7 separate regions of the Mus musculus genome follow, and regions 2, 3, 4, 5, 6 and 7 are each linked to region 1. Evidence: chromatin contacts called from public HiChIP or PLAC-seq and promoter capture Hi-C data. All regions are on one chromosome and are shown on one strand. Each heading gives the region's core, a stretch centred on a gene start, on an enhancer-like site or on the middle of the called end of the contact. The rest is flanking DNA. Distances are from core to core; before and after follow the strand shown.

Region 1 (3,000 bases), core at 289-2,788:
CAAGATGTCTTAGCACTAAGCACAGAACCAAAGAGGTCCAAAATATAGTTAGAGGTTATGTCAAATCCTGAAACAATATGGCCTTATCTTCTCTTACAAAGAAAAGTCACACAACTCAGAACTAAAGGGAATTTAGCAATCAACTACACCCATATTGGTTGGATAAAACAAAATAGGTACACATTAGAAAAGGCTTTTCTTCTCCATAGCTACTATGTTTCTTAACCACAAGTTGATGTATACCCTCATGCTTCAAACACCTCCTTGGAGGTCTCCCTTAACTTGGTTTTCCCCCCTAAAAATCCAAGGTCACCTTATACAGACTACTGCCCAGGCTGTTCTAGTCCACAACAAAGTAAAAAACAGACAATGGAAACTGGACACGTGTCAAAAAAATGATTGGAAAATAAAAAGAAAAGAAAAATGCTAACACAGGAAGTGACGATGATGTTTAACCACTATTCATAATTAACTTTGTTACAGGGGATAGATAGAGGGCCAGAAGGGACTAACACCAACTGAAGAATGAAGGCTGACATGGAGTGTAATCTGCTTAACCATCAGTGACATTTTCATATGCCTAATGGCAAAAAACAAACAAACAACCCCCTCCCCCAAAAAAGCCAGACATACACAAATATAGAGTACCCCAACCTCAGCAAGGTTCTCAGGACAGGGGTCCAGCTCCCGCCTGGTCAGCACCTGAGCCCAGCAGATGCTCAATCTAAATGAAACGCAGTGCTCTGGATGGAGCCATGGAAGAATCTCACTATTCTGGAGTCCTCGAGGGAGCTATGATAACCTCGGCTTCCTCATTTGAGCAAACAGCCTGAGCCAAGCAAAAAAAATGGAAGTCTTCTCGGCTGCAGCGGCTCAGCCACCCACTCCCACCTCCCCCAACCTAGAAAAGCACCCGCACTAATGACTCTGAGGGGTCACTACAAGGATCCGGGAGAAAACGCCTGGGTCGCACCACCCAATCCAACCGCCTTCACCGCTCCTGACCCGAGTCCTCTACCTCACTCACCCCATGCCATCATCGGGGTATGGCTCGTAGTCTTCCACTCGCATGTTATACTTCTTGGCGGCCGCGGCGCGTTCCTCTGGGGTCCTAGGATATGACCCCGGCAACATGTCCTTGGTCATATGGAAGGCTGGACGCAGAGGGATGCAGGTCAGATGGACACGGTGCTTTAGGCGCCCACCCAGAAAGGACTAAGCCGCAGTGACTGCAGAGGCTGTCGTTTCGCACCTTGCCGGACTACAGCAACCCTGTATCCCTTCTTTGGGCACACGAATCCACCGCGACCTCCCACCCCTTACCCCCAGCCAGGACACCTCCGCCACCGTCCCAAGGATGCCTCCATCCCGAAGCAGTAAACTTCAGGCACCCGCTTCCCACACCGTGCAGACCTCTCCGTGCCTCCAGTGGCACCACGCCCCGGGTTGTCCTCTGCAGCCATCGGACTCCCAGGGCCGCAGCCCGGGCGGCAGCCATCTTCACCTTCTCCGCGGTTCACTCTGCACATGCGCAAAAGCGGGTCACGGTGGCTGAGTCGGGCCAAACGGCGATCTCCGAAGCCAGCGCAGAAGTCCCGGCATCAAGCTGGGCGGGCTTTATTTAAATATGCTGTAGAGCCTGGACGGTGAGCGGCTGATGAGGTGCCAGGACAGACAGCAAGGAGAGAAAACAAAGCTACTGCTTACTTGATATTGCAAGTTACTGTATTCCTTTTCGCCTTCAACCGACTGAGGCCCTTTCGGGGCTGCGCCAGCCGAATATCTCAGACCGCTGTGCAAAGTAAAACCAGCCTTCTGTCCTCACACACAGTCCTTTTTCACATTTAGCTCTTGGTTTTGTTTGATCCTTTCTCCAAATCTCTTTCCTTATATACTCAAAGTTGTCTCAGTTCATCTAAATGTCTCAATCACCTCAACCCAACAAATACAAAAACCAAGCCGATTACTGGAGGCGGCTCGCCTGACCCAGCCCCAAACCTCCCATTTTTCAGGAAAAAAAAAAACAGATTTCAAACAGAAAGACCATAATTAACAAACTCTTAACACAGACTGGGAGACATGTTTGCATACTATTAAGTTTTCGTTTTATTTGTACAAGTAGGGTTTGGATATATTACACATTTTGAGTATGCACGTATTTCCATCAACTCTTTAGACACAATTACTGTAATAGAATCCCTTCTCAAATGTATACCAGATCGACAAACACAGGCGTGTACTATTCAACATATAGATTTGGGGAGGCCTACTGCAGTGCATTTTATCCTCTTGTAGTATCATTAGACATCATCAGAATTAATTTGACAGCATCTGCATTTAACTAATAGCAAACCCTGATCTCATGTTGCTTAAAAGCAATGTTGGTATAGGTTATTCATTTGTTTTTTTTTTATATTGTTTATATAGAACATAGCATATTCTTTTTTAAGAAGAAAATTATATGTATGGGTGTTTTGCCCACATGTGTGTTTGCACTCCACATGCATGTGGTAGTGGAGGAGACCAAAGGGCAGCAGATCCCCCTGGAACTGGAGTTTCAAAGAATCCACAGTTACCGTGGATTGTTGGCCTTCATTCAGGTGCTGGGAATTGAACGCTGGTCCTGGATCCTCTGTCCTCTGGAAGAACAGCCAGTACTCTTAACCCCCGAGACATCTCTCCAGCCCCACAGTGTACTCTTATGTGATGGTATATGCCTTTTGTAAAGTCAACACTTGAGAAATGAAGACAAAAAAAAAAAAAATCAGGAGTTAAGGCCAGCCTGGGCTACATAATGAGTCTAAGGCATATCTGGGCTATGTGAGACTGTGGCGGGGGTGGGGTGGGGGAGAAGTGTATAATGATTTTTAAGTGTATATTACAAACGTGTGTGACTATTACTTCTATCTAGATCTAAAACATTTCATCACTGCCCCAGAGAAATCTCATACCAATTAGCATATTCCTCTACTTCCACACATTGGCAAACACTAATCTACT
Region 2 (3,184 bases), core at 27-2,526, 2.5 Mb after region 1:
TGCCCAACAGTGTTGGGACTAGAGGGACAAGCCATTCACACCTGGCAATAGGAACAAATAAAACTAAAATGTCCTGTCCTTGCAGTCATGTGCAAGCTTAGAGCCATTTGGTAGTGGAAAAAAATCACCAAAGACTAATAATTGTGAGCCTGTGAGTTAGTATTTTTTAAAAAAATGTACTACTGTTGAACAGCAGCCTGCTACAAAGTCTAAGCTGACAGGTTTTGCTTCTGTTTCTAAATAATCCAATAACTACTATTAAATACCACCAGCCTTTCCATGTGAAATGGGCATTTCATTAAAGTCTTGGGGTGAGCAGCTGCCCTTGCTTTGTAACAGGCTCCTGGATACAGCTATTCCCGTCTTATGGGCACCTATCTGGAGTAGTGCCATCACCAGGTATAAGGAAGATGAAAGTCAAAGGACCACAAGCAGCAAACAGCCTCTGTGGAAACCCTTGCACTGATCAAACACGGCAGTGACTCTCAACCTTCCTAATGCTGCGACCTTCCTTCTGTTGTGGTGAAACCTCTCTTCCCCCTCCCCCAATAAAATTATTCCGTTGCTCCTTCACAGCTGTAATTTTGCTACGGCTAGGAGTCTCGTAATGTAAATAAATATTTTTGGAGATAGAGGCTTGTCAAAGCGATCATGATCCACAGGTTCAGAACCGCTGGGATACAAAATCTAATCCGTTTTTAGAGCCCAGGCCTGGAGAACCGCAGGGCCATTCCACGTTTACTCTGGTTTTGACAAAGGCCACGGCGCAGGTAAAGGAGACCTGGTTTCCCGATCGCAGCTCGGAGGAAACAAATCGCTATGGCCATAGAGGCCAAGACACACGAACTCTGCCAGAGATGGGGTCAAAATCCAGAGTCCTCTCTCAACATCCACTGGATGGATGACCTTGGGGAGCTCCCCTCTCGACCGGCCTCACTCCCAATCCACACTGGGAAGTGGGGCATAAGGCTCTCCGCTAACCGTGCGAGCCCTGGGGCGCTCGTCACTCGCGGTGCTGAGGCTTCCTAGATCCGCCATGGGGCCCTGACCCTCATTTTCTCCAGCGCCTTTCCCATTCCCCAGCGTCTCCCCGCAAAAAGAAAACCTCGCGCTGTTCCGGGGCTGGAAAAACGGCCAGACTCTAGTCGGCCCTACAAAGCTCAATCACCGGACCGAGCAGCCAAGAGCGCTTTCTCACCCACCTTCGTCCGAACCCCAAACTCGGCGGCCGATGTCCTTCAACAAACCTAGCGACGAGCTCGGCCCGACCGGAAGACGCCCCCTCCCCGCACGCGACCGACAGGCCGCGACGACTCGGCCCTCGGCGTGGATTGGCTATAAACGCCAAGTCCCGCCCTTCTACTTCCCGTTTCAGCCGGCGTCAGACCCGACGTCAGAACGGAAGTAGCCCTGGTCTTACCTACGCTCGTGGACGAGTCGCGTGGAGCTGTCGGCTCCCTGTTCTGCGCGTGCGATTGCGTTGAGACGCTCCGTGAGGTATGCGGCGGTGGGAGCCTTGGGGCTGATGACACGGGAGCTTCGGCGTGGAGGGAGGAGACTTCATGCCTGTCACCTCGGCTTCCTGGCCTGGGTCTCCGGGTTTCGTGCTAAGCACAGTTGGCTTGGGATGGGAGGTCTTATTCCCTCAATCCCCTCGGAGCTAGCAGTTCATGCAAGCCATGCTGTCCTCTGCAGGTACCTTAAGTGCCTTCTCTACGTGATCGCCAGACTGTTTGGTGCCTCGGTCTCATCGGGTCTATAATGGGAACTATAGAGTCCCAGCGAAGTAGACCTTGTGAGCTATACTGTTTCTACGAAGCATGCACCCATAACAGAACAAACCTTACATTTTTCGTTCGTCGTCCCTTTCACAGTCTCACTCGGCTACTAAAGTTTTCTTCCTAGGTATCCCAGAACCAACCAGGCTGCCCTGCGTCTTCATTTATACCTCGTCTTGGTTCTCATGGTTTCCCTGATGTGCATCGTTTAAATCCTTACACTGGCTTTCACTTCTGTCCAATCTGTAGACTGAGGAATATTCTCCATTATTTTGTCACGTTCCCCATGGCTCTGAAGTACCAAGTAAACGCAAACTATTAATTTTTTAAGTATCTTTCACCAAAGAGCCAAATTATTTTCTAAAATATAAGTTGTTACCATGCTTTATTTTCCCTGTAGCTTAATTGAATAATTCAGCTTTTTAGAAAGCCTTTGAAGAGTTGTTTGACAGGCAACTGGTTGGTGTATTTTGAGAAATAAACTTTTTCTTTCTTTCTTTCTTTCTTTTTTTTTTTTTTTTTTTGAGACATAGTTTCTCTGTATAGCTCTGGCTGTCCTGGAACTCACTTTGTAGACCAGGCTGGCCTCGAACTCAGAAATCCGCCTGCCTCTGCCTCCCAAAGTGCTGGGATTAAAGGCATGTGTCATCACGCCTGGCAAACTTTTTCTTGTTTCTCTGTTGTTGTTGTTGTTGTTGTTGTTTTTAGCATTGTCTACCATCATATTTCTATTTACTATTATTATAGTTATTTTTGAGACAGGGTCTCATTATGGAGTCCTGTCTTGTCTGAAACTCACAGAGATAGGCCTTCCTCTGCCTCCCAAGTGCTGGAGTTAAAGGCATGGACCACCAGACCCGGTTCTTTATTTATTTAATGTACAGCTCAAAAGCATCATTCTTATGAAGTGTTCATCTTTACAGAATCCTGCCACTTCTCTTTTGTTTATGCATTATAATCTGACTTGTATCTTAAATTACTTTTTTCCCCCCTGAGACAGGGTTTCTCTGTATAGCCCTGGCTGTCCTGGAACTCACTCTGTAGACCAGGCTGGCCTTGAACTCAAAATCCGCCTGCCTCTGCCTCCCAAGTGCTGGGATTAAAGGCGTGCGCCACCACTGCCCGGCTTACCTTAATTTACCTACATTTTGTTTTCTAAATAATGTATGTTTGGCGGTATGGAATTATATATATATACACACACCTCACATAATTACAATGATTAACACTAAATGAACATTTGCTACATAGAATGCATTTCCTGGAAGATCGTGCACAGTGTATAGTTTGTGGTTTTGAGGTAGACAATATTGGAAAGATGAAAAAAATGGGAGCCTGACATGCCTTTTTTTTTTTTTTTTTTTTTTTTGGTGTTTCGAGACAGGGTTTCTCTCTAATGCATCCCT
Region 3 (3,098 bases), core at 468-2,967, 2.4 Mb after region 1:
AACTGAGAACCTACAGTTTATAGACACAGGCCAAGAAATGTGTGCACAGTACTCAGAAAACTGAAGAATTTTTAGGATAACCTGGGATGCATAGTGAAACGCAGTAACATAAACATCAACTTTTTCTAAATACCATGTTTGAGACACCAATTTCCTCATACAGCTGAGTCCCCCATAACCTGGCTCTCTTCAGGAAGACGTATGTCATCTAGTAAGGCCAGCAGGCACTCTGAGTACTCATATTTACCAAACGCTTCTGATGACTGTACTGTTTCATACGACAGAACCTTGAAGGGCATCTTATTTTACAGATTAATGCTGGCTGAGAATAATGCAACAACCAATAGTACTGAATTTGGCTTTTTGTTCATTTTTTTGGTAAGAGTGAAGCTTAAACCAGTTTTTCAAGCTCAGGCATGGTGGAACAAGCCTATTAATATCTGTTAGGGACCTGGAAGAGAAAGATCCCAAGTTCGAGGCCACTAGGGTACAGAGCCTGTTCGAGGCCTACAAACAGGTTCATATTGTAATGGAAATGCTCTTCGGAAGCAAGCCGGGAAGCATCAATCCTTGTATCAACAGCCCAGCATAACCACCTTGCCACTACGAGCACCCGCAACGATTTTATTGCAATTTTTAACCAGCTGGTTTGTTAAACTGAACCTCTAAGCCCTGATGTCTTCTCTTACATTCTTAGCCATTGATGGAAAATGCTAAGGTGACTATGTGAAAGACCTGAAGTCTTTCTGTACTCACTACGTCTACGATAAATGGCACCGTTTTAACATCCTCCCCCTACACATGACGGCCAAAGGAATTTGCATCCCTTAAGAAAAATTATAGGTCTACGGTCATTATGAAACAATGTGCGGGGGGGGGGGGGGCGCAGAGAAGTGGTGGGGAACACGCAACCGTGTTGAGTGACTAGTCATTTCAGAGTGCTCTATTAGAGCACAGCCCTCGACTACCGAGGCTGTGAAACAAATCCGACACAAACCTTCATCTAATGCTTTTAAAGGCTGCGGCCAGGCAAAGCCAACCGCTCAAAACGCTGTTCTTGTAACAGGCCCCACTTCTGCATCTCGCCCTGCAGGGCTTCGGGGGCCCCAGAAAAAAAAAGGCGAGGGACAAACCGCCTCCAAACGTCTTTAGGCGAGACTTGCAATTGATGTGAGCTTTCCAGGAAGTACTGCGCACCACAAAACTGGCTCGTGGGCCATTCCGCGGGCAGATCCAAACCCTGCCAGGCTCGCAGCCCATGAGGGGAGCCCCGCACCCGCCTCACGAGAACTGAGGCCAGGCTGCCAGCCCAGAGAGACCAGGGGAACCGAGAGCGGCGCCTGCCCGCCCACTCCGCGAGAAAGGCGGGGTCCCAGCTAGCGGACGCTGGGAAACAATGGCGCGAGCATGACGTGGGCCGGGGGCGTCGCCGCCGCGCGGGGAAGGGGCTGCGGCGGGCCGGGGGCGCCCGGGCCGGGGGCGTGCGCCACGCCGGGGCGCTGAGGCCGCGGGCGCGCGGGCAGATCTGGGCCGGGGTAGGGAGCCCTGAGGAAAGGGACGCCGGGCGGACGGCGGGGGCCGCTGGGTCGCGCGCTGGGCCGCGCATCCTCCCCAGCCTGCTCGCTCGCCGCCCGCCCGCTCCAAGCCCCCTCCCGCCCGCCGCGGGTGCCGCCGCACTCACCGGCCGCACCGCACGGCAGCAATCCTAGCGCGCAACTGCCGCAGCCGCCTCGGCGCGCGCCCTCCCCGCCCCCGCCGCCCCGGCACCGCCCCCAGCTCGCGCCCGGCCAGGGACCGGCGCTCTGTTCCTTACCCGGGCTCCGCCGCAGAAGCCGGCCGCGGCGATGCTCCCTGGCGGGCGGTCCTGTCTCAGGGCCCCTCACAGGGCTCGGGGAACTTCCCACCACAGAACTCCCAGAGCTGCTAAACTCCGAGGGTGATGCACGTTAACAACCTATCCATTTCCTAGGAATAACCACCTCTTGGCTTTTTGCCTGCTCCCCTCAGCACACTCCTGGCTGCCCCGCCCCTACCTTAGGTGACCACGCCTACTCTGCGAGAGGCTTTCCCTAAGGTGGGAAGAGTGTGTCCCTTACTCCTAGCAGCTTACTCCTAGACAAACGAACCAGAGGGTCTCCCTGGAAGACCTTGAACTCAACTCCATGATAATCATAGGGACCAGCTTTGGGGTTTATCAGAATGAGTTCAAATCCTAGTTTCACTACTTACCCAGGGAACCAACCAAGGAACCTGACTACACACAGTTGATTTATCCGAGATATTATTGATAGAATGAAACAATACAGACTCCAGGCTTAGTTCTGGATCCTAGCAAACAATAAATAGTAGTTGAATACACTGACACCCGTTACCGTACTTCACTACAAGACAGCCCACCCACTATGTCCAGAACACTGCATTCCTTAGTCTGGGCAGCTCTGGAATTCATCGCAAAGACCAAATTCTAGTCCTGGGAGCCTCGGAAAAGCAACTGATCTACTGGTTCTTCGACCTTGGACTTTGCCCAAGATCTTCCCGAGTTGGGGATATTTGATCCCTCCCATTGTTTTTCCTCTGTCCTAATTCTGAGGATCTTTGTCTTTCTCTCAGGCATTTGGCTGATTTGATTTTGATTTCCTTTAGATGGTATCATCCAAGACTAAGCCAAGTTTTGTAGTACCATCATAATCAAGGAGGACTATGGCTTCCACTTTGTAACAGCGCCTTGCATTTGTGCAGTAAAGTTCTCAGTGAACACTAAGTATGGTAGCTTGCCGGGAGTCCTAGCTTCTGGAGATGCTAGGACTAAGGCAAGAGGATTACGTGAGCCCAGAATTTGAAGTTAACCTGAGCAACATAATGAAAGAAAGAAAAAAGGGAGAGGAAGCAATGGTGAGGGGGGGGGGGGGAACAAGGAAGAAAGAGGAGGAAGGAGAAGAAAATGAAAAAGAGAAGAAAGTTCTTGGCAGACATACTACTGACTCATTACACTTGCAGTCAACCTGAACCACAGGGTGTTTTTGAAAACAGGAGGGCTCTGCTAACAGCTTCTACTTACCCTCCTGTGCCTTTCACCCTGCCTAGGTCAGCTGAGGATA
Region 4 (3,011 bases), core at 328-2,827, 2.4 Mb before region 1:
AGCAAAAGCATGGGGCCGTTAAGATTACAGACAGAGCTTTCCTTCTAGAGCCGACATAGAAGATAAGCTCGGATCCGTGCACAGACCAAGCAAGTAAGGACTTGTCGCAAAACACTACAAATGGACCCTAGAGCGTCAGAATGAACCCCCAGAGTAAATACTGAGGATGGCAAAGTTCAACATCTTTTGAATTGGGCATTAAAGGAAGGACATACTATAGAGCTCTTAACTCGACGCTTCTCTGCCTTGGAAGTGAAGAAAGAAACTGGGCCCCTACTCCAGACCCATTTTCAGGCATGACTTGAAAAATGAACTAACAGAGCAAGGAAAAGATCCTTTTGAAAGAATTCAAAACCCCTAAGGTGGCAGTGACGCTGACCACTGAGTGACCTTGGACAAGTCACTTTTCCTTTGCTTTGTTCATCAATCAAAATAGTGAGAGGGAAAATCCTCACTGGGTACAGAGATGAAATATGAATGACCATCCTAGTACCTGGCCTACTGTGGACACTCAACATTGTACATTGGTTGAATGAAAAATGATGCGAAGAGAAAGCTATTAACAAGACTATATAGAACCATGGCCGTGGTTAATTTAGCACTGACGTACAAACTACTCAGAGGGCTTCAAAGACAGGCTCATCTGTGCACTTTTAAAACCATGGCTACATAGAAGGAAGCTTGCTGCGTCAAGCAAGAAGAGCACTTTTGAGGACCTTTTGGTCCTCCTGTCAGGTGGCATCCTAATCCCCTGTTAGCGGGCACTATTGTTAAACACATTTTCCAGATGAAAAAGCTGACCTCTTGAAGTGGTGACTTGCTCAACTCCACAAGGCTGGTAGGTGATCTTAGGCTATTAACCAGGTGGTCAGACCTGGGCGCCTTACCAGTGTTACTTTCATTCTTTCCAGGTGGCTGAGAAGGTGGTCAAAAGAAACGTGGGGGCAGAAGGTTCTGAAACCTCTAAGACCGTGCCATCTTCGTCTGGGGGTTTTGGAGGTCGCCACTGATTCGCAGACAGGATTCCCACGCCAGCCTCTTCGCTGGACTTAGAGCAAGCGGAGCTAGAGTAGAGCCCTCTGGGAAGTTAGATCGGTGTCGGGTCAACCTATTGCCAGTTCCAGGAGACCCCAATCGGGATCCGGCGGCCAAGACGCCTACTGTAACCTCTCTCGGGCTTTGGGAAAAGGGCGAGCGCAGCTCTGGGCTCCTGCCCTGAAAGTGATCACAAAGGCCAAGCGGAGGTGACTGGCTGGCTAAGAGATTGAGAGAGGATATCTTGGCCGAAGTTACAGGACGACATCCCCACCACAGTGAGCCCCAGGGCTCAAAGGTGGCGACTGACAGAGAGAAGCCCCTAAGTGGATCTAGGATGTGAGACCCAGCGGATTCCCAGCTGCGACCGTCGGCCCGCGCGCTCCCACGCACAGCTGAGCCGGACCGTGGCCTACCTACCTGGTTGCCTTAGCTGCCCGAGGCAGGCGGAACGCAGCCGGGAGCCTGGCCGGGCCACCTGGATCACGGCCACAGTTCCTCAGAGAAAGTGCTCCGAGCCCCTTCAACAGCCAATCCTCGGTCACAGCCTTAGAGCGAGAAGCCGAGCCAACTTCGCCAAATCGAACGCGGAGCCTTCGCGGACCAATCAGCTGCTGCAGGGGGGAGGGGCGTGCCTTATCCCTCCCTTTTCCCGTGCCCGCCTCCAAACCCAGTGCGGAGATTCCTTGAGTCCAATCATCTAGGGAGTATCGGCGAGGGGCGTGTCCTCCGGGTCCTCCCCATCCTCCCAGCTCACCTGCCCTCCCCACGCCTGGAGGCGCCCCCTTGATTGACGTCAGTCCCAGGGGCGGGCTCTGCTTTGCGGGCACGCAGGCGGGGCGGGGTCGCATTCCTGACACGGGGTGCGGCTGGAGACCGCGGGCCCTGCAGGGTACACGTGACAAGTGCCCCTTTTCTCTGGGTCGAGTCCAACGCACGTGGCGTAGGGTTTCACTGTTAAGATCCTCATAACCTACAGTTCCTAAAACTCCCTTCACCTCCCGGGCCTCCTGGGCCTGCATTCAGAATGATTTACAAATCTTGTAGCGACTGTGCCAGTTTGGTTACCTAAGGAGAACTTAACAGCTCTTTGGACATCTTTCACTGAGACCCTTTCCAGTTCAGTTTCCTTGACGGGCTGTAAGAGAACTGCAACCCTTACCTTGAGGTAGTTAACAGCCTAGCGACAGAGGCTAACACTGAACCACCACTTGGTATGTGACTACAATCATGATCACATGAAGTTGAAAGAAGGTAAAGAGGAAGGAAGCATCTTTGAGAGGTCCTGGAAGCCACAAGAAGGAGCATAACCAGTAAAGAAAGGAGCTAACGTTTTTAGAACGAGGAAGAATGGGCCTGGGCAGAATAAAGGAAGAGAGGGAAGAAAGCACGCTGGAGCCAGGACGGCTTTTCTCCAGAGGGATAAAATAAGGCCTGGAGATCCGCTATAAATAGCAAGGTAGCCATGGTGGGAGGATGTAGGTAGGCAGTGACGTTTGCATTTGCCCCTCTGAGGCTCTATAAGCAAGGAAATAGAGTGATTTGTACTTATGAATAGGCATTCTGCGGTCTTTACAAGTCTTTACAGAGTGACTATAATGTGGTCAGCCCTTTACAAGGGTTAATTTATTCCCCACCACCAACAACAACAACCGTGGCGTGGCACTAAATTTGCATTTTCAGAAGGTCTCACCAGTTCCAAGGAAGCCGGGTTGGAAAGGACAAATGACTGCAGGGGATCTGTGAGGCTCTTTTTTAGTTCTTCACTGCTGTGAGCATGCTGAGAAAATGCTCCGTCCCTGAGCTACTGTGTGCCACTTCTTGTCTGTCTATCTGTCCGGCTGCCTTTCTGTTTCACTGAGATGGGTTTTACTTTGTAGTTCAGACTGGCCTGGAATTTCCATCCTCCTGGCTCAGCCTCTTGAGTGCTGGCATAATAGAGCTGTACCACCAGGTCCAGCTGTCAACCTGGAGGG
Region 5 (3,281 bases), core at 15-2,514, 2.5 Mb before region 1:
TGGCCCACCTGATATGAGTGCTGGGAACTGGTTCCGGTTCCGGTTCCGGTTCCGGTTCCGGTGTAAGAGCAGCAAGTGCCTTAGCTGTTCCTCCATGCCTGCAGCCTCTGTTCTGTCTCTAGGTTTAGAGTGGATGCGCTCTACATTGCACTCCTGCAAGCTCTGCCCTCTGAAGCTTCCGGATGTCACGTGCCCTCTGCTGGCTCACTAGGCCTTTAGTGTTTAGCTCTGCTTTTCCTCAGCCAAGCAGGGTGTCCTAAATAGGCTTTAGCCTTCTTCCTCCTTCACTTTGGCAATGCTCCCTGTGCATGGTATGCCTTTTCTTCCCTTCTCCCCTTGCAATTCAGCTACTTCCTTTAGCAGCTGGCTCTTGGTACAGACCCTGTATACGGCCTTTTCTCACGTTCTCAAGTCTATGAACTATTGCGAACTTTCAGCTAATATTGTTAGCTTTATATCTGTCTCCGGTGGTGCTTATACAGAGTGAGGACAAAGCTTCTTCCTTTTATTAATGAAAACGAGGACCAACTGTGTCTAGACATTCAGGTGAATAAAGTCACGGACTAATTTATTCTCAAGGGACCAAAGCTTTCCTCAATGATCAGATTTACATAGTATATGAGCAAAGCATACTATGTAAACTGCATGAAGACTGACATTTATTATTTACTTTTGGTTTTTCGAGACAGGGTTTCTCTGTGTAATCTTGGCCGTCCTGGAACTCACTATGGCCGCAAACTCAAAGAAACAGATCTACCTGCCTCTGACTTCCAAGTGCAAGGTTTAAAGGTTTAAAGGCATCCGCCCGGCTGAGGTACTAGGATTTTTTTTTTTTAACTTATTGCGATAGCACAAGTGACCTATGTCATTGTTGTCGTTTCAATTCTTTGTCCATAGCTGGTGCTTAGTGACACAAAAATGACATTTTGCAGTTTCACAGTCAGCTCAGCGTAGCCAGTCAATAAGTTAGCAAGGAAGCAGCTATCGGAAAAGCTTCCGAAGATCTGTCTGCCAATTGGAAGCTGGGGCGGGCTAAGGGCAGAGGGCGTACCTAACCCGGGTTTGTCTCGAGCATGCGCGGTCTCCACAGAAGGTGACGCGAAAGCTAAGGAGGCCGCGATTGCGTAGGCGCAGGTTCTGATTGGCCACTACACAAGCGCGAGGGGCCGTGCCTACGCGTCGCCAAGTAAACAGGACAGGCTAGGGGCGGAGCTACGGAGGCGCGGCTCCCTGGTTGGCCAAGCGGGAGGTGGGGGAGTGCCGCGGATTGGTCACGGCCGCGAGCTCGCTGGTGTGGAGCGCGCCGGGTCCCCGAGCCGGCGGCCTGAGGGATGGACGAGACGAGCCCGCTAGTGTCCCCCGAGCGGGCCCAACCCCCGGAGTACACCTTCCCGTCGGGCTCCGGAGCTCACTTTCCGCAAGTACCGGGGGGCGCGGTCCGCGTGGCGGCGGCGGCCGGCTCCGGCCCGTCACCGCCGTGCTCGCCCGGCCACGACCGGGAGCGGCAGCCCCTGCTGGACCGGGCCCGGGGCGCGGCGGCGCAGGGCCAGACCCACACGGTGGCGGTGCAGGCCCAGGCCCTGGCCGCCCAAGCGGCCGTGGCGGCGCACGCCGTTCAGACCCACCGCGAGCGGAACGACTTCCCGGAGGACCCCGAGTTCGAGGTGGTGGTGCGGCAGGCCGAGGTTGCCATCGAGTGCAGCATCTATCCCGAGCGCATCTACCAGGGCTCCAGTGGAAGCTACTTCGTCAAGGACTCTCAGGGGGTGAGCGCGGGGGTGCGGGCGCAGCGGGGGCGGCGCCCTGGGACCGGGGAAAGGGGGAATCGAAAGGGTGCAGAAAAGAAACTTCAGCGCCAGCCCCCGGCGAGATTGGGGATGCTTCTGGGGACTGGAAGTGGAGAAACCTCGCGGGATGAAGAAATCAATCAGAACCTTTTTGCAGGGGAAGGCGTGAGCGAAAAGAGAAAAGAGGAAATTGACCAGATACGGGGCAGAAAAGTCCTGACCCAAGCTGCTTTCCAGTCGGTCCCTTAGCTTCAAACTACTGGGACAAGTAGCTAGTCATTGCCTCCAGATTCAGGGTTTTAGACCTATTCTCTTTCACCTTTTATTTATTTATTTTAGTTTGGCCCAAAGCTGTGTGTCGACCCATCACGGACTCAGAGGATTTAATTCCCTCTTGTGTTGTGGGGCTGTCTTTGTAGGGATCCCAGGTTTCTTATTAGCAGTCATTGGTGACAGCGTGGGTGGATTCGTCAGTGTCATCTGTCCTGATTATTGCTCACTTCTGGGAAAAGGTTCATATCGTTGCTTATGGTTCCTCAGTGTCAGAGTGTGGAGCTTTAAAAACACGAAACTGTCTCCTGCCCTTTAATTTTTCCTTCAGTTCTATATTAGCAGTTTACTTAGCTAGGGCAGTTTTGCTGACCTTAATTCTGTCGCCTGCTTTTGTACTGGGGGGGTGTGGAAGCAGGATAATGTGGGGCATGAGGTGACTGAGGCAGCGAAGAAGTGACCTTTATCCATTTGAGACTTCATAAGAATTTAAAACTTTGGACACAGATCAGACCAGAGCTATTAGAGGATTAGTAGGTCAAGATATGTCAGCTCTTTCTTGTTGATGTTGTCAGATGTGCCAAATGGTTCATTTTAAAAATTTACTATTTTTATATGTATTAAAATTATGGGTGTTAAAGTTGTATCAAAATTCCCTCCCTTCCCTCTCCATATATCGCCCCCCCCCCCCCCACACACACACCGTTTCTCTCTGTAGCCCTAGTTGTCTCTGGAATTCACTCTGTAGACCTGGCTGGCCTTGATCAGCCTGCCTGTACCTTCCCAGTGCTGAGATTAAAGGCATGTGCCACCACTGGGCAGCTGGTCTCTTGCATTTGTGTGTGTGTGAATTTAAAAACAAAACCAAAAGCGCAACCTTAAAAATTAGCAGGTGTGGACCAAGCCTTTAATCCCAGCAATCAGAAGCTGGGGGTTCTTTGTTAATTGGAGGCCAGCCTAATCTACAGAACGAGATCTAGGGCAGTCGGAGCTACCTAGAGGCACCCTGTCTCATTTCACTGTAGCCCAGGTTGGCTTCAACTCACATTCCTCCTGCCTGAACCTCCAGGGTACCGTGTGGACTCTTTGTTTATCTTATTTTTTCATTTTAAAACTTTTTTTTTTGTTCTGTTTTGTTTTGTTTTTTGAGACAGGGTTTCTCTGTATAGCCCTGGCTGTCCTGGAATTCACTTTGTAGACCAGGCTGGCCTCGAACTCAGAAAT
Region 6 (3,134 bases), core at 173-2,672, 2.1 Mb after region 1:
TTAAGAGCACTGACAGCTCTTCTAGAGGTCCTGGGTTCACTTTCTTGCACCCACACTGGAGAGCTCACATAGGTCTGTAACTTTGATTGCACAGATCAAACACCCTCTTCTGGCCTTCAAAGGCACACGCGTCCACATGGTACACAAACAGATAGGCAGGCACATACTTATAAATAAAATAAAAATAAGAAATAAACTATAAGTAAACAAATGTACAGAAAGCAGAGCTGACCTACAGTAAAATTTTGTTTGAATTTTTTTTCTTTTTCCTCTTTTTTAAAGATTTATTTATTTTATTTAGGTGAGTACACGGTAGCTGCCTTCAGATGCACCAGAAGAGGACATCAGATCCCATTACAGATGGTTGTGAGCCACCATGTGGTTGCTGGGAATTGAACTCAGGACCTCTGGAAGTGCAGTCAGTGAGCCATCCTCCAGCCCAAGAATTTTCTTGGATGAACTTTTTTTTTTTAACCAACCTCTACAGACTCTCAATTTAGGATTTTCAAGTTCCTATTGCTATCCACTTCTTTCAGAGGTCCCAGTGTACATCATTTGACTCCATTGCTTTGGGATTATGGCACCACAGTGCACCATGTGGTGGAGGGTTGTTCACTCCAAGGTCGGGATGGAAAGAGAGACAAAAAGGGACCAGGATCACAATATCCCTTCAAAGGGTATACTCCAGGGACCTAACATCATAGTAGGACTTGCTTCCAAAGTAATTATAAGCAGAGTTTTAATTAAAAGGCTATTCATAAATACAAACTACTAATGATTAAAAAAAAAAAAAAAAGCCAGGTGGTGGTGGCACACATAGATGGATCTCCGTGAGTTTGAGGCCAGCCTAGTCTACAGTCAGGACTACACAGAGAAACCCTGTCTTGAAAACACATACGCACACACACACAGAATTTAATGATGTTGACATTTCTTTACCTTAGTCATTTGAATTTCATTTTCTTTGGCCTGTGCCCTTTGCTAATTTCAATAAAATATGTTAGAATTGAACAGGGTCTCTATTTTATTTTATAGATATTTTATTTTATAGATGTGGTCTCATGTATCACAGGTCGGCCTCCACTTGCTATACAGCCAAGAAAGACCCTGAACTTCTGACAGAGTTGTATTAATGTGCCTAGGTAACGCAGTGCTGGCCCTAAAACAGATAACAGAAGACACAGGGGTTGAGTAATTTGTAGCCACATCACTCCTTGGGATGCTATCCAGATCTTCTGACTCTAAACTAGAGATTCACCTAAATTATATTCTATCCCCTCCAGGGTAGCCTGCCTAAACGGTATCCTCCTTCCATGTCCATCAACTGAACATTTTAAGTAATTTTAGTAAGCAGTTTGAGCTAAGCGCATGCGGTCCTTCCTCTTCGCACGATTGGACGGTTGCGTCTCTTTTGGCCCCAGGGACTCGCCGTCGTCCGGCTGCGGGTGATCGCTAGTTGAGGTGATGGCGACTGGGACGCCGGATTCGCAAGCCCGATTTGGTCAGTCCGTGAAGGGGCTTCTCACGGAGAAGGTGAACACCTGTGGCACCGATGTAATCGCGCTCACCAAGCAGGTGCTGAAAGGCTCGCGGAGCTCCGAGGTGAGCGGGGCGTGGGCTCCCCGGGCCCAGTCCTCCTCCCAGCGCTGGCTCCGGGAGAGGCGGCGCATTGCATCCTGGGGAGTGTAGGCTTTTGGCCCAGGCGCGTGTTGCATTCTGGGTGAGTTTCTTCAGTTTAGGTTGAATGCTTGTAGTTGGAAGAGATGATGGGTGGGAAGGGGAGAAGCACAGGCGGGCAGATGAGCTGCGGCTCCTACACAGTGCCTGTTTGTGTTCATGGGCGTCTGTAGTGAACATCAGTCGCTTTTCGAATCTCGGCTTGGCGATGGCCTCAACTTCCAAGATTTCTTACACCTCTCTCTTTGTGGGTTTATTCTTTATATTTCTGGCCAAGCTCTTCACTGTTTCCTAGACAAGCTTTTTCTTTTGCCCTACCATCTCCTCCCCCTTTCTCCATCCTCCATCCGATTCTATGAATGGAATGATTTGATGACACGTACACGCTGCTTGTTGAGGTCGTTATCTGCCCTAGAGAAACCGTGTGCCCACACAAAGACACGTACATGTTCATACACTTTTCCTCATGAGACAACTCACACGCTCATGGACAGGTAAACGGGCATATGAGATGCAATGACCTCGTCTTTGGTATGTATTTACTAATGGAAAATTAAACGTATGGCGGTGCCTAATGGGCACACCTTAGTCTGAGCTCTCAAGAGACCTGGGATACAGAAGGGACTGCTTAGAAAACTTCCAATTTCACCTTCCTTAGTAACCCCTACCTTAGTAACCCTTCGGCAAGTGGTTACCGTTTCCAACTTAGTTTTCATAGGAACGGCACCTGCTTTCCTATGTAGTTGCAATAATGACACACTATGTTCTCAGGCCTTTGGATCTGTGCATGGATGTTCACAACATCTGACTTATATTACTTTAAACCTGCAGTGTAGCAAGAGCTGGCTTTCACTGACAGTGGCTGCAAAACAAAATAAAAATCCCATTACAAGAAGTGCTCGCCCTTACTGTATAACAGCTGTTGACATTGCTGACCTGATGATCTCTGGTGACATGTTTTGCATGTGGTCCCATCTGACACGTTGCTTTTAGGAATCTGTGTCAGGGGAAAGTTTGAAGAAATTAAAGAATTGTTATATTGCTTTTTTTTTTGCAGATATAAATTATGCAAATCATGGTTTCACCATTTGACACTTTATCATGGTTGCACAGAGTTCCTGGGTCGTTTTTTGTTGGCAGTCAAGTTGACTTTCCTTTCTTTTTTTTTTTTTTTTTTTTTTTGCTATTTCTAGATTCTGTTTCTTTTGTAGAAAGTGTATGTGTATGTAAAATGTTGCATACATCATACAAATGTGCACACACATTCTTCTAGATAAACAAATTGGGGGAAGAAATGCTATAAATAGGCTTAAACTTTTTAAAGGTGGGTTTGGGGCCAGCAAAATAGCTCAGCAAGACAAAGTGTGTGCTACCAAGCTGGACCATCCAAGTTTCTGTCCGAAACTGGGACCCATATGGTGGAAAGAAAAAAAAAACCAAACTTTGAAAAGTTATCA
Region 7 (3,373 bases), core at 627-3,126, 2.0 Mb after region 1:
TATGTGATAGAAGCTGTGCATGTGTCCCGTAGACTTTTAACACGCCTCCCCTATCCCGCAACTGTGACTTTTAGAAATAGATACTAGGCCTATGGGACATGCCATCAATCCCAGCACTTTGGAAGCAGAGGCAGCTGGATCTTCATGAGTCTGAGTCTACCCTGCTCTACATAGTATATTCCAGCCCTGCCTCAAAGGGGGAAAATGTGCACTATGGTCATCCGAAGATGTTGTGAAAACAGGTGGAAAGGCTCATCCCAGCTTCCGGTTCTGTAGGTCTGAGATGGAGCCCGAGGATATAACGCTGCCAGCATTCATCTGACACCACACAGTTGTACCAAAGGACTTCGAGTGCCGAGATCCCAGCTGTGATTTAACCCCACACCCACTTAGACAGTAAAATGGAACTCAGACAGCATGAAATTGGTATTTTCCTTTCGATGAAGCTCAGGCTATGCAGTCGTGAGTGCTGAGATTACAGCTATGCACCTCCACACCTAGCCAAATCCAGCCCTTTAAATTGTATGGTTTAGTAACGTTCAGTCCAGTCACAAAGTGCTACAGTTGTCACTACTGTAATCCAGAACACTTTCACTGTCCCTCCTAGAAAGCCAAGGTCGGTTCGGCAGCAGCCACACCCCCACCCGCTGCCAAACCCTTATCCATTTAGTTGAGTTGGCCTGTAAGGTGTTGAACAGCAGTTATAATGAGCAGGAGGGCTTTGCATGGGAACTACTAACACAACTTTGAGGACAGCCTGAGTTACCTAGTTTCTGGCTTGTATGGACAACAGGAAGAGACCCTACATCAAAAACTAGCCAAGTACATCCTGTAACTAATTGAAGTGTAATTTTTTCTTTCTTTTTCCCTCTCTTCCTCCCTCTATCTCTTCCCTTTCTCTGTTCCTTATGGCCCATACCAGGGTCTGAACTCAGGGCCTTGCCCATGCAAGCCATTTACCACAGAGTGATACATCCTCCTGCCCTGTTGGACAAGAATTCTCAAATTGAAGCAGCTACATGGTGATGTGTGGGTTTGTGTGGACTAGTATTGTCCTTGCGGTGTGTGGAGGGGCAAAGGGAAGCCATTTTCATTTAGCCGGAAGATAACATGGATGAAGCAATGATTGGTGGGTCTCAGAGCTATTTCTGAGTAGGGTCTGAAGAGTTTTGTCCTTGAAACTTGGGGGTAGCAGAGCACTATCGCTAAGAGAGGTGCTATTTAATAGGGGACTCAAATGACTCAAAGCTGCTGCTTGGGTAGTGAGCTTGGAAAAAGGATCCTGATAATAGGGCTTCCTGTAATTTAATACAAAAAGCACCAAAGGCTTATAGACTGCAGTTGGAAGCACGCTTTAGAATCATTATATCTCACTACTTTTTTTTCTTTCTTTCTTTTACCTCTACTTATTTTAATACAAAAAGCACCAAAGGCTTATAGACTGCAGTTGGAAGCACGCTTTAGAATCATTATACCTCACCACTTTTTTTTTTCTTTCTTTCTTTTACCTCCACTTAACTGTGGGAACATAACATTTCCGCCACACTCAAAATGACTGAAATACTGTAAACCTTTTCAATGCATCCGGGTGGTCGTGTCCCTAGCTCCTGTTACTTCCGCCACTCTCTGCGGGGCGGGGCGCTCTGCACTTTTCTGCACCTCGCAGCATTCAAGATGGCCCAGCTTCCTCCCACTTTTCATTGGCCAAATCACCTAGCACGAGGGTGGCTGGGACTGGTATTTGACTCACAGTTCTTTTGACCAATGGACAGAAAGTAGGAGCCAATGAGGCGCGGGAGCTGGAGACCCTCCCCTGCATCTGGGCGGGCCCTTTGCCTGGGGCGGGGTGGAGCCGAGCCGGAAGCGGGAGGGCAGAGCGAAACAGGAAAAGAAGGGAAGGAGGAAGCAGAGGGAAGAAGAGAGGGAGGAGGAGGGGTGGCGGCGCCGTGGCGGAGGAGCAGGAGCAGGAGGGGGATGGAGAGGAGAAGGCTCCTGGGTGGCATGGCGCTCCTGCTCCTCCAGGCGCTGCCCAGCCCCCTGTCAGTGAGGGCTGAGCCCCCGCAGGTAAGGGGAGGGCTTCTGGGCTAGCTTGGGGGTCTGGGGCGGTCGAGGCCTGGTTGGAGGGGGGTCTCAAAGAGGTTTGTTTGCAAGGAGTTGAGTGTTTTCGGGAGGGAAGCCCATGGCTAAGGTGGACCAGGTGAAGGGTGGGGGTGTTGATGTTTAGCTGAGGGACACCTGTGACGAGTTGGATGTCAAGAAGGTGGCAGAGGCAATGGTGCCAGGCGACTTGAGGGTCCTTTGAGAGGGTAGTTATGGTAGGTGCTCTGGAGGACTCTTCGCGGAGATCGCCGCACACTGGCGCCCGTGGGCCCTATTTCTGCTCCGCAGTAGAGTCCGGAGCCAGAGACTGTGTGCACACCAGTGTGTGCTGGGATCCCAGGTTACTGCACTGGCCCCAGAGGGAGGAGGGCTCAGCATGGTATTTATTTCAGGCTGGACAAAGGAAAAGTTCTGAGGGCATCCTGACTCTTATTTTTAATGCTGTAAGGCATAGTACGTTGGTGGGCTGTTGCTGGAGGTAAGGTTCTTGGGAGATAGTAGGGATGAAGTAGTAACCCCTCAGGAGGAGGGGCACATTTGAGTGTGAGAAAACCGTGCTGTTAGGCTAGCTGTCCTGGGAAGAAGTCACTAGTGCTGATCCGAGCGAGCCAGCTCAGGGCTTTTGAGCAGAGGGTGGTTCCGATGCCAATATCGGCAGCAAGTGGAGCACCCTAGCTTTTCTTGCTGGGTGGCTTGCTCTTCCTGAGTCCAGGGCCGAGATGCCTGCTTATGCTGATTCTAGCTTGGGCTGGCGTTTCGAAACCCTAATTGAAGCGTTACTCTTGGTGCCAGATTGGGTGGGGTGCTGTAGGGGGAATCACCCCTCCCCTGTTAAATCTGGCAAAGCTTCTATCGTTTCCTTTGGTTTCTCCCCTTTCTTCCCATCATTGTCTGTTTTCCACAGGCACAGGGACAGCCTGTGCAGCTTAGCACGTCACATCACGCTGAAGAGCAGAAATTGTTAGCAGAATTCTTACCTTTCCCCTTAGAGCTCAAGGGCAGCCCTTTCACATACGTATCTTATTTTTCTCCCGAATATCCTCTTCAAGAAACAAAACAAGAAAAACACCCAAAACCCCAAAATAATTGAGTTTTGTTTTGTTTGAGACAGGATCTTGCAATGTAGGTCAGGCAGGGCTTGAACTCTTGATCCTCTGCCGAGCTCTGTGATTTGATAAGATTTTTTTTTTTTCAAGTGAGCTGAAAGTCACAGAACAAAACCAACAGTTCTAAAGTGAATCACTGTGGCGCTCCATGGTTGTGCAACCACCAC

The links. Promoter capture Hi-C pulls out the DNA fragments that hold promoters and counts their contacts. HiChIP or PLAC-seq counts read pairs in DNA pulled down with a chosen protein or histone mark.
Region 2: an H3K27ac HiChIP or PLAC-seq map of thymic regulatory T cells shows a contact between it and region 1, with 9 times the contacts expected there. The contact joins the promoter of Atp5md here to the promoter of Ndufb8 in region 1. A contact is called at or near these places in 3 of 39 promoter capture datasets (the 3T3-L1 cell line, liver and pre-B cells), 1 of 115 datasets of contacts at active chromatin or transcription factors (thymic regulatory T cells) and 1 of 9 other capture datasets (liver).
Region 3: a contact with region 1 is called in a promoter capture Hi-C map of the 3T3-L1 cell line, with 5 times the contacts expected there. The contact joins the promoter of Nt5c2 here to the promoter of Ndufb8 in region 1. A contact is called at or near these places in 2 of 39 promoter capture datasets (the 3T3-L1 cell line and pre-B cells).
Region 4: a contact with region 1 is called in a promoter capture Hi-C map of liver, with 3 times the contacts expected there. The contact joins the promoter of Avpi1 here to the promoter of Ndufb8 in region 1. A contact is called at or near these places in 2 of 39 promoter capture datasets (the 3T3-L1 cell line and liver).
Region 5: a promoter capture Hi-C map of pre-B cells shows a contact between it and region 1, with 3 times the contacts expected there. The contact joins the promoter of Pi4k2a here to the promoter of Ndufb8 in region 1. A contact is called at or near these places in 6 of 39 promoter capture datasets (cranial neural crest, frontonasal cranial neural crest, hippocampal neurons and 2 more), 1 of 484 Hi-C or Micro-C datasets (B cells) and 1 of 9 other capture datasets (liver).
Region 6: a promoter capture Hi-C map of pre-B cells shows a contact between it and region 1, with 2.3 times the contacts expected there. The contact joins the promoter of Borcs7 here to the promoter of Ndufb8 in region 1. A contact is called at or near these places in 2 of 39 promoter capture datasets (liver and pre-B cells).
Region 7: a promoter capture Hi-C map of pre-B cells shows a contact between it and region 1, with 2.8 times the contacts expected there. The contact joins the promoter of Wbp1l here to the promoter of Ndufb8 in region 1. A contact is called at or near these places in 2 of 39 promoter capture datasets (embryonic stem cells and pre-B cells).

What each region holds. Positions count from the first base shown.
Region 1 is chr19:44,553,904-44,556,903 of GRCm38.p6, forward strand. Ndufb8 (NADH:ubiquinone oxidoreductase subunit B8) reads right to left here and starts at 1,539. Exons shown (of 5, transcript NM_026061.3): 1 at 1,414-1,539; 2 at 1,028-1,154. The coding sequence starts at 1,498.
Region 2 is chr19:47,089,371-47,092,554 of GRCm38.p6, forward strand. Atp5md (ATP synthase membrane subunit DAPIT) reads right to left here and starts at 1,277. Exons shown (of 4, transcript NM_023211.5): 1 at 1,203-1,277. Pdcd11 (programmed cell death 11) reads left to right here and starts at 1,396. Exons shown (of 36, transcript NM_011053.2): 1 at 1,396-1,497.
Region 3 is chr19:46,960,591-46,963,688 of GRCm38.p6, forward strand. Nt5c2 (5'-nucleotidase, cytosolic II) reads right to left here and starts at 1,718. Exons shown (of 18, transcript NM_029810.5): 1 at 1,682-1,718.
Region 4 is chr19:42,127,416-42,130,426 of GRCm38.p6, forward strand. It overlaps Avpi1 (arginine vasopressin-induced 1), which reads right to left and starts at 1,578. Exons shown (of 3, transcript NM_027106.4): 1 at 1,456-1,578.
Region 5 is chr19:42,089,171-42,092,451 of GRCm38.p6, forward strand. Pi4k2a (phosphatidylinositol 4-kinase type 2 alpha) reads left to right here and starts at 1,265. Exons shown (of 9, transcript NM_145501.2): 1 at 1,265-1,766. The coding sequence starts at 1,332.
Region 6 is chr19:46,688,484-46,691,617 of GRCm38.p6, forward strand. It overlaps Borcs7 (BLOC-1 related complex subunit 7), which reads left to right and starts at 1,423. Exons shown (of 5, transcript NM_025563.3): 1 at 1,423-1,602. The coding sequence starts at 1,465.
Region 7 is chr19:46,597,230-46,600,602 of GRCm38.p6, forward strand. Wbp1l (WW domain binding protein 1 like) reads left to right here and starts at 1,877. Exons shown (of 5, transcript NM_001177812.1): 1 at 1,877-2,064. The coding sequence starts at 1,975.